Regions from separate parts of the Sus scrofa genome. Here region 1 is linked to region 2. Evidence: chromatin contacts called from public HiChIP or PLAC-seq data. All regions are on one chromosome and are shown on one strand. The core of a region is the stretch at or near the end of the contact, and the rest is flanking DNA. Distances in the headings are between cores, read along the strand shown.

What was found. HiChIP or PLAC-seq counts read pairs in DNA pulled down with a chosen protein or histone mark.
Region 1: an H3K27ac HiChIP or PLAC-seq map of skeletal muscle shows a contact between it and region 2. The contact joins two enhancer-like sites. A contact is called at or near these places in 3 of 5 promoter capture datasets (fetal liver and liver), 30 of 47 Hi-C or Micro-C datasets (adipose tissue, alveolar macrophages, blood and 15 more) and 2 of 2 datasets of contacts at active chromatin or transcription factors (alveolar macrophages and skeletal muscle).

What each region holds. Positions count from the first base shown.
Region 1 is chr15:132,325,129-132,327,828 of Sscrofa11.1, forward strand. No RefSeq gene overlaps it. Among named protein-coding and RNA genes, the nearest start is that of PTMA, 30 kb to the right of the region's middle. Within about 2 kb of position 1,408, at least 34 of the 83 cell types and tissues checked have an H3K27ac peak or open chromatin away from gene starts, as enhancers often do. A contact at or near this core is called in alveolar macrophages, epiblast stem cells, fetal liver and 5 more, where this site is marked.
Region 2 is chr15:132,278,725-132,281,424 of Sscrofa11.1, forward strand. No RefSeq gene overlaps it. Among named protein-coding and RNA genes, the nearest start is that of TEX44, 14 kb to the left of the region's middle. Within about 2 kb of position 1,422, at least 53 of the 83 cell types and tissues checked have an H3K27ac peak or open chromatin away from gene starts, as enhancers often do. A contact at or near this core is called in alveolar macrophages, epiblast stem cells, fetal liver and 5 more, where this site is marked.

The sequences.
Region 1 (2,700 bases), core at 158-2,657, 46 kb after region 2:
GTATTCTGTGCTGTTGTCCACGCCGCCTGATCCCAAGAGGCCTTATTTTTAGCATCCTGCTGTGGTTACAACTCTGAGCCCAAGACTGGCCCTTTGTGTGGCACAGCTGTAACTTCAACTTTCCAAAATTTTTTTTTTTTTTTTTTTTTTTGCTTTTTTATATTTTTTAGGGTCGCACCCAAGGCATATGGAAGTTCCCAGGCTAGGAATCGAATTGGACCTACAGCTGCCAGCCTACGCCACAGCCACTACAATGCCAGATCCGAGCCACGTCCGAGACCCATACCACAGCTCATGGCGACACTGGATCCTTAACCCAAGGAGCGAGGCCAGGGATCGAACCTGCATCCTCATGGATCCTAGTCGGGTTCGTTAACCACTGAGCCTCGAAGGGAACTGCCTCACAAATTTTTTTACACTTTTTTTTAAAAAACGCGGAAGTTCCCACGCAAGAATTGAACCCATGCCATGGCAGTAACCAGAGCCACAGCAGTGACAACGCTGGATCCTTAACCCACTGAGCCCCCAGGGAACTCCTAACTTTCACGATTTTAACAAAGAGGAGGGCTCCTTGTTGCACATGGCAATGGTGCCATGCTCTGGGGAGGGCCCTTGGTGCCAGCTGGCATCTCTGGCGACTGGGCTGGGGACCGGCAGCTCCAGTCCTCCTGGGCGGGACCTGATCATGGAGCCAAGTCTCTGGTTGCAGGCACAGATATTGCCAGAGTGTGACTTTGGCTCAGCAAGTTTTATGGCTCTCCCCAAGTCCCCAGGCTAAGACCTGTAATCAGCAGATCCCTGACCAGGGGTGGTGGAGCCTCTGAGGGCCTCAGGGCTTCTGGATACTGTGGCTCAGTTTCGCCCTCCCACAAAGCACGGGGTAGCTGTGAACACACAGCTAGGGGTTAATATGTGTTTGCTGACTGACTCTTGGATAGCTAGGAGGTGGGGAGCAATCCCCGGTCAGTGTCCACACCTTGGACACCGGCTCCTCCCCGCCCCCTGTGCAGTGTGAAGCCAGGCCCAAGTCACACCTCCTGCTCTGAGTTTGTAGATCTGATGAAGGGTGGCAAGAGGAGGCTCTGGCCCTGAGGCTGCCTCGGGCTGACGGGGAGCCCGCCTGGGGCCAGGCTCGGCCTGAACCTGTGGGTAGAGGGCAGGCAAAGGGCTACAGAGGCCCTGCAGGAAGAAGCAGGGCCCTCTGTGCAGAGAGGTTTTCCTCCCCCGACGGGGCCTTATGCCACCCAGAGTGCCCAGCTCCAGAATGACCGTCAGCCAGGGAGGGGGCATTCGAGGTCAGCAGGTGCCTGGCGCGGTGACTAGGTGACCAGGCCAGCCCGTGGGGGAGGGGCACTAGGGCAGAGGGGGAGGGAGGGGCAGACTGACTGCTCCTGCTGACACCCATTGCGGGATCATTGTGACAGAGAGGAAACCCAGAAACCCACGAGGTCGGTGCAGGGCAACCGAAAGGAAGATAAAATCCGTCTAAGAAGGAAACGGCGGCTTGGGAGAGGCCCCTCTCAGGCCAGCAGAATCCAGCCCTGTCCCAGCCTGGCTCAGCCTGGCTCCAGGGGGGGACACTGGCTGCCCACCACCACCACCACCACCACAAGGCTCAGTGGGGTGCCCAGACCCCTCCTCACACCGCCTGCCCTCCACCCAGCTCCCGACACACTCTCAACCTTCCCTGCTGTGCTGACTCGCTCCCTCCTGCCCGCTGACAGTGGTGTGGCTGGCAGACAGGCCCTGGTCCTGCTCTGGACCTTCAAGAGCCCCCTGGCACCTTTGCGGCCCAGCTAAGGCAGGCTGCGCTGCGGGGGTGGGGAAAGAAACCTGGAAGGGTTTTCAGGCCCAGGGTGGAGGTCCAGGTCTGACCCTCAGTGGCAGGACGAGCTCAGGCAGGGCCCTCGTCTGCTGGCCGATGTGTCGTTGTTCTGATTCCCAGAGAGCGGGCCACGTGTACCTTTTGCCCGGTTGGGAGGCGGGGAGAAGAGCAGGGTGGAGGAGGTCAGGCTGGGTGGAATGCAAATGCGAGCCCCGTATGTAAATCATCAGGCTTTGTTCTTTCTCTTCTGACAAGACCCAGATGCCTCAAAGAGCGCCCACGACCTGGCACCTGGGTGCCCTGAGAGAGGAAGTGGGTGGGGCACCTGGGGGGCACGGAGGCATTGACCATCCCTCCCTCAGTCCCTGGCCCAGTGAAACACACAGCATTCTGCCCCTTCTGCAGTGCCTTGTGTCCCGTGTCATCCCACAGACTGTGGGTGGCCTCTGCCCCCCACCCTCCCAGGCTCAGACCAGAACATGTTTCAGTCTGGGGCTGAGTTGGCTCTGGTCTGGGGGCTCCTGTGGCAAAGACCTCTGAGAAGCTGGCTGGGCACCCACTATAACAGGGACAGTTGTGGCTTTGGCCTGGGATCTCTGTCAGCCAGAACCTTGAGACTCTGGGGCCGAGCTGGGGACCCTGCCCCCAAGGATGCCAGGCACTCACATGAGACCACTGCGGGGGGGCCGGTGGTGTTCCTGAGACTGCAGGCTGCTCAAGCAGCTGGGCCACTGGGGCCCTAGGGAGACCCAGATGTGGTCTCTTCTCAGCTCGTTGCTTCCCAGGGTGGGAGGGGAGACCGAGTAGGCCCGCCTGGAGGTGCCCAAAGGCCCCCTGGGGTTTACTGCGGGCCAGTCACGGAGGGAGCTCGGGGC
Region 2 (2,700 bases), core at 172-2,671:
AGGACTCACCCGGGGAGTTCCCCTTGTGGCTTAACAGGTTAAGAACCTGACTAGTATCCTTGAGGACACGGGTTCAAACCCTGGCCCTTGCTCAGTGGGTTAAGGCTCCCTCATTGCTGCAAATGGCTCAGAGCTGGCTTTGCTGCGGCTGTGGTGTAGGCCGGCAGCTACAGCTCGATTCGACCCCTATCCTGGGATTTCCATATGCCGCAGGTGTGGCCCTAAAAAAAATAAATAAATAAAAGGAGTCACCCAGGTCCACTTCTCCTCCCACCTCTCCCAGATGGTCTCTGGGAAACGATCCTGGCCCGAGGAACCAGAGCTGGTGAGCAGAACCAGCTACCTAACATATGGCGCCCAAGTGCAAAACGAAAACACAAAGCCCCTTGTTCAAAAAGTACCAAGAACATCAAGACAGGGACCGTGAGCTGTGGTGTAGGTCGCAGACACGGCTCGGATCTGGTGTTGCTGTGGCTGTGGTGTAGGCTGGCAGCTACAGCTCTGATTCAACCCCCAGCCTGGGAACCTCCATATGTCGAGGATGCGGCCCTAAAAAGACAAAAAAAAAAAAAAAAAACCCAAAAGACAAAGGCAAAAAAAAAAATCTTTCCCTGTTGAAAGCACCTCTCTGGCTGCGGGGAAGAGAATGGATTCCCCGCATGTACCTCCCACCATTTGGCACGTTAGCCCCTTGGCCTGATTGTTAGTTTCAACCTGTGTTCGTGCGGCAACTTCTCTGCTGCTTAAAGTTGGAAGCCAGCCCTCGGACTGTTTGGATCCTTACACTGCCTTGCATTGAGTAGGTGCTCAGTAAACACTGCCAGATGGATCAGCTGACACCTTTGTTTCTGCAGGGATCTTCACGAGTCTTGCTTCTCAGACACGCATCAGCACCGCCTGGGAGCTGGTAGGAACTAAAGAATCCCAAGCCCCACACAGACCTCCTCCATCAGAATCTGCAATTCTGCAGGGTAACAAGATCTTCCAGAAATTTGCATACATGGGAAGGTTTGAGAGGCACACACTTCTAGAGAGTAGAATAACCAGAGGACCAGACCAGGAGGTGTGGGAAGGAGGAGGGGAGCCAGGAGGCAGGTTTGGGTGCATACAGTGGGCTCATCTAAGGATCGCTGTTACGAGTGGCAATCTCCCTGGGTCACTGAGTCTGAGTAATAAAGCTCTCTTCTATGTGGCAGACAATGGTTTCTCAATCGTTTATATGCATTAACTAATTTAGCCTTCACTACAGCCCTAGAGAGTGGTACTATTCGGATCATTGTGTCCATACTGCAGGTACAAACACTGAGGCCCAAGGAGGTTGAGATTATTCCAGAATCTTCAGCAGGTACACACATATGGCTGTACCTGGTGTTTAGGGCAGGGTCTGTTCTGATTGGTCCCTGCCTGTCCTACTGGTTATTCAATGTTTTGAACGTTGCTCTGGTTACACAGCTGGATGGAGGAGGCAGGATCCAAACCAGTCCACTGGGCTGGAGCCGCACTCCAAATCACGATCTTTTATCCGTCTAGCGCCATCGCCACCTAGAAACAGCACGCCTCAGGGACAAGCAATGTGTGTCGAAGTGCTTCGTAAGCTGGGCAGCGCAGTATAAATGCCAAAGGGATTCCTCCGCAGCAGAAGTGAAAGAAGCCTGTGAAAATAGGAGAAGCTGGGCTGTGTGAGGGCAGAGGAGAGTCTGCTGCGGAGAAACAGGATTCTCTGTGCTTGCTCAAGGGAGTAACTGAGGCAAGAAGGAAAAACTTCCCCGAGGAGAGCTCCAGGATCCGCGCAGGGAGGCTGGACTCGCCAGAGCCCAGCAGGCGCTAAGCAGATTAGCCCAGGCGTGTCCTCGCAGACGGACTGCGCCCTCCTGATATCACCCACCAGGGGGCGCTGCTCCCCAGCCTTCGTCCCACTGGACCCCACCTGCTCTCGGGAAACTAGGACTTGGAAGGAGTCCTAGTGAGCAAGCACCAGGGACTTTGAGAAGTGGAAAAGGAGGGAAGGCAGGATGGAATGGGGGCTTATACCACTTTCAATCCCCAAAACACCCCTACGGAGGAGCTCTTGTGCCTACAGATGAGCAGCATCTTTGAGGCCCAAAGATGCTGGGTAAGATCCCCCAAACCAGGAAATTAGAGAGAAGCAGGGCTAGGTCATTTGATTCCAACCTCACTTCCCAAGGGGACCACAAGTACATGGCAGCCCGTCTGACCCCGTCCTGTTGCTGGTGTACCTGCTTCTCTGGACCCCGTTTTCTGAGTGGAGGCTAGAGCCCCTGCGGCAACTGTACTCCCACAACAGTTTCAACAGCCAGGGTTCATAAATGTAGCCCTCTTCTTGAACTTGAAACTTTTGAGGTTGTGGGCTTCTGCTTCATTGTGTCTGGCTTTCAGGAATCCCACACCTGCCACCCCAACCCAACAGCCTCCCCATTCAGGCAAAACCTGGGGTCTCTTCTGCTCCAGAATCTGGCCCTGGGCCCCCAGAACCAGGTCCTCGTCTGCATTTCCATTGGAGCCTGTGGCTGGGGCCAAACCAGGCACCCAAAGTTTTTTTCTCTGCTCCTACCAACTCCTTTTATGGCCTCTGGGGCCAGTTCCTTCTTCATAATAAGTCATAACTGGAAAAGGCCTCTGAAGTCACTGAGTCCAACTTGCGCCAACACTTTCCTTTTCTAAAGAAAGAAAAAAAAATGT